Regions from separate parts of the Sus scrofa genome. Here region 1 is linked to region 2. Evidence: chromatin contacts called from public Hi-C data. All regions are on one chromosome and are shown on one strand. Each heading gives the region's core, a stretch centred on a gene start, on an enhancer-like site or on the middle of the called end of the contact. The rest is flanking DNA. Distances are from core to core; before and after follow the strand shown. Region 1 has its middle 11 kb from the start of SLA-DOB. Region 2 overlaps LOC100155975 (a long non-coding RNA gene).

Evidence for each region. Hi-C and Micro-C count contacts between places; a contact is called where the count stands out from the background.
Region 1: a Hi-C map of adipose tissue shows a contact between it and region 2, with 2.5 times the contacts expected there. The contact joins two enhancer-like sites. A contact is called at or near these places in 14 of 47 Hi-C or Micro-C datasets (adipose tissue, blood, brain and 7 more) and 2 of 2 datasets of contacts at active chromatin or transcription factors (alveolar macrophages and skeletal muscle).

What each region holds. Positions count from the first base shown.
Region 1 is chr7:25,024,819-25,029,588 of Sscrofa11.1, forward strand. It overlaps the pseudogene SLA-DYB. Among named protein-coding and RNA genes, the nearest start is that of SLA-DOB, 11 kb to the right of the region's middle. Within about 2 kb of position 3,508, at least 7 of the 83 cell types and tissues checked have an H3K27ac peak or open chromatin away from gene starts, as enhancers often do. A contact at or near this core is called in adipose tissue and retroperitoneal adipose tissue, where this site is marked.
Region 2 is chr7:24,984,284-24,989,481 of Sscrofa11.1, forward strand. It overlaps LOC100155975 (a long non-coding RNA gene), which reads right to left. Exons shown (of 5, transcript XR_002345629.1): 3 at 4,490-5,198; 4 at 1,921-4,068; 5 at 1-725. Among named protein-coding and RNA genes, the nearest start is that of SLA-DQB1, 9.6 kb to the left of the region's middle. Within about 2 kb of position 2,153, at least 5 of the 83 cell types and tissues checked have an H3K27ac peak or open chromatin away from gene starts, as enhancers often do. A contact at or near this core is called in adipose tissue and retroperitoneal adipose tissue, where this site is marked.

The DNA.
Region 1 (4,770 bases), core at 2,258-4,757, 42 kb after region 2:
TTCAGGGGCTTGAGCGAAGGGAGGCTGGGAACCACGGACAAGAACAGCAGGAAAAGAGGTGACAAATCCCAGGGAGAAGAATGTTGGGGTCAGGGCAGCAGCCCCGGAGGAGAGAGAAGGCAGTCTCAAGTCAGACCAGTCCCTGGAGAAGACTCAGCCCTGCCCTCCTGGGGGCCCGTCTGCAGCCTCAGGACCCTGAGGCTAATCCTGAGGCTAAAACATCCTCTCCTCATTCCCTGGCCTGGAGCCGAGTCCAGATGGTACTCTGCTCAGGTGAACACACACCTGCAGCCAGAAGGGGCACGTGGAAGGAAGACGAGCGAAAGGAGATGCTCGCCCACCTGCAAGTTGAGGAGCACTTCCTATAATTCTGGAATCAAGGGCATCATTCAAACCCCACAGAATGGCTGAGATCCAGGGTTGGGTCTTATTCTGTGAAACAATCTCTGAAGTTTCCTGCAGTCACTACACGGAATGTTCCAGACGTTTCCCCTGCCTCAACTAATGTAGCGTGAAGCCAGGACAGAATCACAGAAGCGTGTCAGCGTGTCCAGACCAACCCACTCAACCCCTTTCCTAGCTTATGTGTGTCCCAGCTGAGGGCAAGAAGATAGGAATATTACCAATGGATGGAGTTTCAGGATATTCCAGCATCGGCAAGGATGAAAAGAGAAAGGGGAAGAAAAACTGGTTAACCTGGGCAGTGGGAAAACAGCCTCTCTCTCTTTCCCTCAGCCTCCAAAAGGAAATGAGGGGGAGTTCCCGTTGTGGCTCAGTGGTTAATGAACCCAACTAGTATCCATGAGGACATAGGTTCGATCCCTGGCCTCACTCAGTGAGTTAAGGATCCGGCGTTGCCATGAGCTGTGGTGTGGGTCGCAGACATGCCTCAGATCCCACGTTGCTGTGGCTGTGGTGTAGATCAGCAGTTACAGCTCCAATTGGACCCCCAGCCTGGGAACCTCTATATATCTCAGGTGTGTCCCTTTAAAAAAAAAAAAAAAAGGAAATGAGGGAGCAACCCCAGACCGTCGTTTCCTCCACTCCCACCCACGAACACTAAGGAGTCAGGTGTCACAAAATAAGATCACCTGAAAGTCACTTGAGACAGTCACCAAAGTAAAATGAACAGGGGGTTTTCTTGTATGAAAACCGCAACGGAGTGAAGCAGCCCAGCCTTCCCCTTTCCTCCCTCTAGGGTGCCTGACCTTTCTTATTCCAAAAGCAGACGGTGAGGCCCACGCCCAGAAAGATCAGCCCCAGCACAGGGCCCCCAATTCCACTCGGCGTCTTGCTCCGGGCAGATTCAGACTGTGCCCCTGGGAAGTAACAGCCTGCGTGTCAGCGTCTGTCCCCAACACCCCACAGTGTCCTCATCGGGAACAGGGAGTGCAGTTCCGCACGTATGAGGCAGAGGTGTTCAGAAACCAAATAGAGGAGGGGGACGGCCTGCGGAGACCCCACGGGGGCACCGCAGATGGGGGGAGGGGAGGCTAGCTCCTCCGGAGGTGTGTCTGCCTGTAACCCCCTCGGACCCTCTCCTAGCACCAGCCTTGATGTCAAAGCCCAGAACAGCAGCACCTCAGAAGGTGCGGGGCAGCCTGGGAGCGGGGTTCGGCAGAGGGACCACCACCATTATCCTGGGAGAAAAGGACATCGGTGCTCAGCCTGTGCCTTTCAGCTTGAGATAGTGGGATCCAGTCCATAACTCCCAGTCCAGAAACCATGTCAAGGAATATGCCCAAGGGAAGGAAAGAAGAGAGCCGCCACCCCCACCAGACCCAGGGCCCTCCCTGCACTTTTTGTTTTTTATTTTTGTTTTGGGGGGCTGCAGCTGCAGCACATGGACGTTCCCAGGTGGAATCAGAGCTGCAGCTTCCAGTCTACACCACAGCCACAGCAACACCGGATCCAAGCCGCTTCTGCAACCTATACCACAGCTTGTGGCAACACCAGATCCTTAACCCACTGAGCGAGGCCAAGGATCGAACCTGCGTCCTCATGAATAGTAGTTGGGTGTGTAATCCACTGAGCCACCACAGGAACTCCAGCACTTTTCCTTTTTTTTTTTTTTTTTTTTTTTTTGCCATTTCTTGGGCCGCTCCCGAGGCATATGGAGGTTCCCAGGCTAGGGGTCGAATCAGAGCTGTAGCCACTGGCCTACGCCAGAGCCACAGCAACGCGGGATCCGAGCTGAGTCTGCAACCTACACCACAGCTCACGGCAAAGCCGGATCGTTAACCCACCAAGCAAGGGCAGGGACCGAACCCGCAACCTCATGGTTCCTAGTCAGATTCCTTAACCACTGCGCCACGATGGGAACTCCACTTTTCCTTTTCTACGGAGTCCCTGGCGTCCATGAAGGAGCCCTTATGCCATTCTCCCGTGATGGGGCCCTGGAGGCTGGGGTGCTCCCCGTGGCAGATATAGATCTCTCCAGGCTGTGGTGTTATTTCTAGCATCATGTGAGTCTGGGAGGTCCAGTCCCCGTTCTGAATAAGTGCTGTGAACACAGCTCGAACCGTCTCCTGTGTATTCTGGAACCATCTGACTCTAACTTGGCGAGGAGAGAAATTTGTCACCAAACAGACCAGCAGAGTTTGATTTAGAGCCTCTGTCCTGGCTGGGGAGACAGTCATTGTAGGCTGCACTAGGCGGAAAAAGAGACACAATTAGAGAGTGAGGCGGCAACAAAATTCTTACCACGGGCTGAAGTCCCTCCTTTGAAAATAAAGTGGGGAAGATAACAGGTATTAAACAGCTGTCTGTTAGAATCCCAGCTCTGGGTTTAATTAGCTAATTTGTTAGCCTACTTTTCAGGAAAAGAATGCCTTTATTTAGTATTCACTGATTTCTTGAACACAGTGATTTTTTTTTTTTTTGTCTTTTGCCTATTTAGGGCAACAGTGTAGGAGGGTTCCCTTTTTTCTCCACATGGTCGCTAACACTTGCTGTCTGCTGCCCACCCACTCACCCCTCCTTTTTTTTTTTTTTTTTTTTTTTTTTTGGCCGAGACCCTGGCATGCAGAAGTTTCCAGGTCAAGGATCCTTCTGGCGCCACAGCAGTGACAACATGGATCCTTAACCCACTGAGCCACCAGGGAACTCTCTTGTCAACTCTTAATTAACCAGATTTGGTTTTGCATCCATAGTTAATTTTATAGAATATTAAAGTTCAATTTCTTTCACCCAGGTCCCTATGTCTACAGCTAATAAAGGCGGCGACAGCGACCATTAAGAACAGCAGCCTAAGGAGGAAGGGGTTTGAGGAGAGGAGACAGACATTGAGGAGACGGAAGCAGGGGGCTTCCGCGGCTGGGCTGGAACCTCACCACCTCTTCTCCCTTCGCTGAGTTTCCATATCCCCCACCCCACCATTGCTCCTTTCAGAGCCTTGCAGACCGAGATAATATGACAAAGAAAGAATATCGGAAAGCTACGTGAGGAAAGCCGCTTAGAAAACGTCAGTTTTCCACGGGATTCTCTCCACGAAGGGAGAAATCAACTTAAACTCCGGTCTCGAGCTCCATCTGGCGGTGGAAGTGCCACATCACATCCTCGGAGCAAGACTCATCTTTGCATAAAAGTAGGCTGAAGTTTCAGATTGTTAAATTTCCGAACTTTATCCAGCTGGAATTGTATTTAATGGTTAACCTAGCATTGTAACGATGTCCCCCACTTTGACACGATCTCGTGTCCTTTCAGCTCATCCCTCCTTTGTTGCTATAGAGGAGATCTTCCTGCCCCCAAATCTCCACCCACAGAAGACCTGTGACTGCCTCTCCCTCCTCACCCTCCCCTCCCAAGCACTCTGAAGCCCAAACCTGAGAGGTCACCATTTAAATCCTTGAGTTTAGTTCATCGATTAAGGAACCTAACTGGCACCCATGAGGATGCGGGTTCTATCCCTGGCCTGGCTAAGTGGGTTAAGAATCCAGCATTGCTGAGCCATGGTGTAGGTTGCAGATACAGCTCAGACTTGGCATTGCTGTGGCTATGGCGCAGGCCAGGGGCTCCAATTCGACCCCTAGCCTGGGCACTTCCATATGCCCGGGGTGCAGCCCTAAAAGGCTAAATAAATAAATAAATAAATCCCGGAGTATATTATATACAACAAATAAAAAGTAAAACCTAATTGCTCATCTTTGGATAATGGGAAAACACATTAATTTTGAAACTAGAGAATACAGGGCAACAATTCAATGCTAATCATTTCCTTCCAGTACCACTGGGCAACCCACTAGTCAATGAAAGGAAGTATCTCTTTTTTATTTTTTTTATATTTATTTATGTATTTATTCATTTTTTGCTTTCTAGGGCCACTCCCATGGCTTATGGAAGTTCCCAGGCTAGGAGTCACTTTGGAGCTACAACCTCTGGCCTACACCACAGCCACAGCACCTAGGGATCTGAGCTGTGTCTTCGACCTACCCCACAGCTCATGGCAACCCTAGATCCTTAACCCACTGAGCAAGGCCAGGGATCAAACCCACATCCGCATGGATCCTAGGCGGGTTCATTTACCACTGAGCCATGAAGCGAACTCTGGGAAGTATCTCTTTATAGAAGCAATGAAGCATGGATTGAAGAAGGAATGATAGAACTCCTCTCTATCCAGATGCCAATTTGCAGGACATGCAGAGGACAAAGGGACATGTTACATTGCACCAGCACGGTGCAACCACTATGGAGAACATTATGGAAGTTCATTAAAAAACTAAATAGAGAACCACCAAATGATGCAGAAATCCCATTCCTGGGCATATACCC
Region 2 (5,198 bases), core at 903-3,402:
ATTTTTTTTTCTTTTTAAGGCTGCACCTGCAGCATACGGAAGTCCCAGGGCCAGGGGTCAAATCAGAGCTGCAACTGGGGCCTATGCCACAGACACACCAACACCAGATCCAAGCCAAATCTGCAGGCTATGCCAGATCCTTAACCCACTGAGCAAGGTCAGGGATCGAACCCACATTCTCACAGAGACAACGTCTGGTCTTTAAACCTGCTGAGCTACAATGGGAACTCCTCCTTCTGATACTTTTTTTACTACTCAATGAATTTATTATATTTATAGTTGTACAATGACAATCACAATCCAGTTTTATAGGATTTCCATCCCACACCCCCAGTGATACTTTTCAAACGTATATTATAAAGTAAAATATCACTCTTACTGAAGTATCAAGAATGCATTGGACAACAGCAGAGAATAATGGAAACTCAATGTGAAAAAGGATAGTGGCTTGCACATGAGTGATGGCAGTGATGATTTTCTTTTAAAGCACACGATTTTATAGGAGCAATCTCTTACCTGCTACAACATGTAAAAAGACTGAACTCCATCTTCAGGCAAAAGCTGGCTTTACCTTCTGCTCCATTTTATGCTTCTTTGCTTCCCAAACATCCAAAACCACATCTCTGATTTCGACATATTCTGGAAATGTGAAAGGACTAGTCAGGGCAATGAGAGCTGGCCGAGCTGGTTTCCCATCCTCTAGGAAGAAATGCCACACTCCACATCTGAAAGGGAGAAGGGAAAGTTCAGGTTGCCTTGAATTTCTAAAGTGCAATGTCTCCATCTGCTGGTATACATGGCCCAATTAATACACTTGTGGTTGCCAATGTCCTAGGACGGAAAGAGGGACCTTGAACTTCCAGTGAATCAGTGTACTTTAGCAGTTTTATATCAAAAGAAAAACCAAATACAATTCTAAAATGTTTAATGTAATTTAGGTCTCCAAGGATGTGGCAGTGAGAAAATTGAATCATGCCACATAGGGCAAGGTTTTTTTCATTTATTTTTTAATTAGAGTATAGCTGATTTATAGTGTTCCGTCAATTTCTGCTGTATGTACAGCATAGTGACCCAGTCATACATATATATATATATACACATTCTTTTTCTCCTATTATCTTCCACTACGGTCTATCCCAAGAGACTAGATGCAGTTCTCTGTGCTATATACAGGACGGTCTCATTGCTTATCCAAGGGCAAGTTTTAAAATAACACCCTCGTACAACCCCTTTCCCCATTATCCACTCCTCCTGGCTTCTGCTCAGATTTGTCTCTTTCCTCCCTTTCATCTCCTCACCCAAAACCTCTCTTACACTGCCTTTCCTGCAGCACCCAATATTTACCGGTGTTTTCTGGCTCATGATATTTTAGGTAAATCCGTTTCCTGTCTGTTTCCTGTCATATATATATATACGTATATATCCTTTTATATACCAAGTAGTTAGAGAATTCAGTCATGCAAAGAGCCTTCTCAAGAGATGAAACGTGCGGCTCGCCAATCCTCTCAGTCATCCCGGCAGGGCCAACTCAGAGAAGTGATTGTCGCTAAAAGGACAGATGTGTCCTTTTAGATGTGGCTTCAGTCTGATGGAACGCATCACGAAAAATCCACAGAAGATATCCAAAGGTTTTAAGAAACTTCTCACAGAACTTGATGGAACATTGTAAATCAACTATAATAAAAAAATTTTAATAAAAATGCTTTAAAATTTTTAAAAAAGCAATGCGATTCTGCTGTATAGCACTGGGAACTATATTTGACCGCTTGCGATGGAACATGATGGAGGGTAATGTGAAAAAAAAAATGTATATGGATGTAGAGTTGGGTCACTTTGCTGTGCAGCAGAAATTGACAGAACATTGTAAATCAACTTTAATAATTTTTTTAAATAATAAAACAAACAAAAAAAAAGACATACTGCTGCCTGGATTTAAAGGAGGAAGCACAACGTGAAAGGAGGCTATCAGACTCCCCAGATTCCACTGGCAGGAAGCAGGCTGATGAAACTACTCACTGTAAGCAAGGGCTACCTCCTATGACCTCAAAAAAAAAAAAAAAAAAAAGTTGACCAATAGGGCAGGGCCAAGAATCCAGAGAGAGAGCCAAGGTACCCTAAAGACTAGTCAGAGAAATAACAGCTGGCCAGTTGCCACCTTTTAGGAACAAACATTGGCCTTTCCCACTTCAGACCTGGATTGTCCCTAGTCTCTGAAATTTAACCAAGGACTCTGGCTGGAGTTTTCTCAACTGGAATTCAGAATTGCCATGGACCAGCAACTCCTTTTTGGACAGAAATATTTATAGCAGTTACCCAACGCCTGCCTGACAACTTTAAGTTGGCTGTACTGGAGACAGATCTCCTGCCTCTTAGTTTCACAGCTCCACAAAGTTGTACCACCAGTAGCCTCCTCCTCACCGGCACCTGATTCAGATGATGAGATTCCGGACTTTCATCCGATGCTATACTGGAATGAGACTTTAAGGAAACTTGGAATGGGACGATGATTTGTTCACGTGGAAGGGACAAGGCTCATCAAAGGCCGGAGAGCAGACACATTCTAAAGTGACATCCAATGAATCAAGTCCTCGGATAATCTCTTCCTTTGAAAGTTAATGGGACCTGTGACTTGCTTCTAACCAGGATAATATGGCAAAGGTGACAGGATGTCTGTGAATAGGATATTATAGGTCAAAGGTGACGGGAGGTCTGTGAATAAGATATTATAGGTCAGAGGCGATGGGCTGTCACTCCTGATTACGTTTCTTACAAAAAACTTCATTTTAGCGTGCTGGAGAGACTCTCCTTGGCTGGCTCTAAGCCTGGGAGATTGCTATGGGGCAGGAAACTGCAGGTGACCTCTAGGAACTGAGCAGGAAATCAGGGACCTCAGAGCTCCCATCTGGAGCAGGTGAATTCTGCCAACAACCTGCATGAATTTGGACAGTAGAGCCCCCAGTAAGGAACACAACAGTCTGAACAATGCCTCAGCTGCAGCCTGAGACCCTGAAGAAGAGACTAGTTTGGGGCGGGGGGCGGGGGTTACGGCCGTACCTGGAGCATATGGAAATTCCCCAGGCAGGGATTAAATCTGAGCCCCAGCTGCAGCAACACCGGATTCTTTAACCCACTGCCATGGGCCAGGGATCAAACCCTAACCTTTGCGGCAACGCGAGCCACTGGAGTCAGATTCTTAACCCTCTGTGCCATAGCAAGAACTCCGAGGACCCAGTTTTTAGGTTATAACTGGACCTCTGACCCACAAAAACTATGAAAAAAACAAATGTGTATTGTTTTAACCTGCTGTGGCGGTCATCTGTTTTGTAGTAGGAAACCATTATAAGCACTGATACCTGTTTACCTAGTTTATTAGATTGTCATTCTCTTGATTCTCTTTATGCCTTTTTGCAATGCCTTCTTTTATCTTTTTATTTAAATATATTACCCAGGTGTAATCTAGTCTTCACTCCTAGCCCAGGAACTTCCCCAGGCATCAGGCATGACTCCCCCCCCAAAAAAGAATCCCCCTTAAACACCAAGATCAAAGTGTAGGGAACACTAGTTCCCAAAGTTGGAAGTAAGGGACAAGACGATTAGACCTCCTTAGTGTCTGGAAGATACAAAGACAGATCTCTGCATGTTTCCTCCCACGACCCCAATTTCTATGGTTCCCTCAGATCAGGGAAGGACGGACAAACTAGTGTTCTGACCAGGATGAGCATGGAGGTAGCTCAGGACCCGTCTTGAGTCAGATGGACCCCGAAAGTACAAGAAGCTGATTCTCACTCCACTCCACAGAAACGGGGCTCAGCAGGCTGGGATGATCAACAAGGCAGGTGTAGACGTCCCCAAGCTCAGGAGTCATTTCCAGCATCACCACTGTCTGAAAGGTCCAGTCTCCATTCCTGACGAGGCCAGTGGCCAGGACCCCCTCTCTCTGCTCCTGCCCGTTCCGGAACCACCTGATCTCGATGGCCCCTGGGTAGAACCCTGTCACAGAGCAAAGCAGCAGGTTGCGGAGCTGCAGGGACGGGGTCCTCTCTGGATGCACTGTCACCTCCAGTTGCACTAGGAGGGGAGAGAAAAATGAGACACCGTGAAGGAAACCTCGAAGCCAGCACAGGGCTTTCTTTAGGGACGGTCTCTGCCCCTAATCTCTTTCCCAGATGACCCGAGCAGAAACTGGAAATTTGGGGAAGACTCAGACACTGGATGTGGGAGCGCCCCCCCCCCACCATAAGGAGGCTTTAGGCTTTTTCAGACATCCCACAATTGTCCCCTAGTATTTGAGAACACACTGGTCCATAAGTCCCTGAGAACTGGGGGTCTGGGACCAAGACCACAGGGACCTGACCCATGAAGAGAGTGCGTGGTCAACTGGGGACAGAACATACACACAGATGCCCCCCTGCTCCTAACTCATTATCCTGGAGCCGGAAACTGCCGGACTATGTTTTTGGCCCCCACCCACCACTTTTCTGACAACTACCTCTTTGTCCTCTGTATCTTGGGTCAGTTTCTGTTTTGTTCTGTTCATTTGTTTCTTAAATTCCACCAACAAGTGAAATCATAGAGTATTCGTCTTCCTCTGACTTATTTCACTTAGCATAATACCCACTGAGTCCATCCATGTTGTAGTAAATGGAAGAATTTCATTCTTTTTCATGGCTGAGTAACATTCCACTGTGGTATCTTCTTTATCTGTTCTACTGACAGATACTTAGGTTGCGTCCATATCTTTGCTACTGTAAATAATGCTGTGATAAATACAGGGTTGAGTCTATCTTTATCGGTAATGTTTCTGTGTTCATTGGAAAAATATCAGACGTCAAATTGCTGGATCATAGATCAAAAGTTCTACTTTCAACCCCTCACCTCCTCACGCACTCCCTGCCCCACGCCGCCCCAGCCATGCGTTGCTATGGCTCTGGCGTAGGCCAGTGGCTACAGCTCCGATTGGACCCCTAGCCTGGGAACCTCCATATGCCACGGGTGCAGCCCTAAAAAGACAAAAAAATAAATGCAGATGGAATTTAACATCAGCCCCAATCCCCCATTACTCCAATTTGCAGCATAAAGGAAGGAGACATCCACACTCCTCCCACACAGTGTTCCTCCCACCCCACACCTGTCCAGGGACTGGTCCCTGTGACCCCTACACAGTTCTGCCTAATGAGACAGGGGACTCCTTAAAGGCA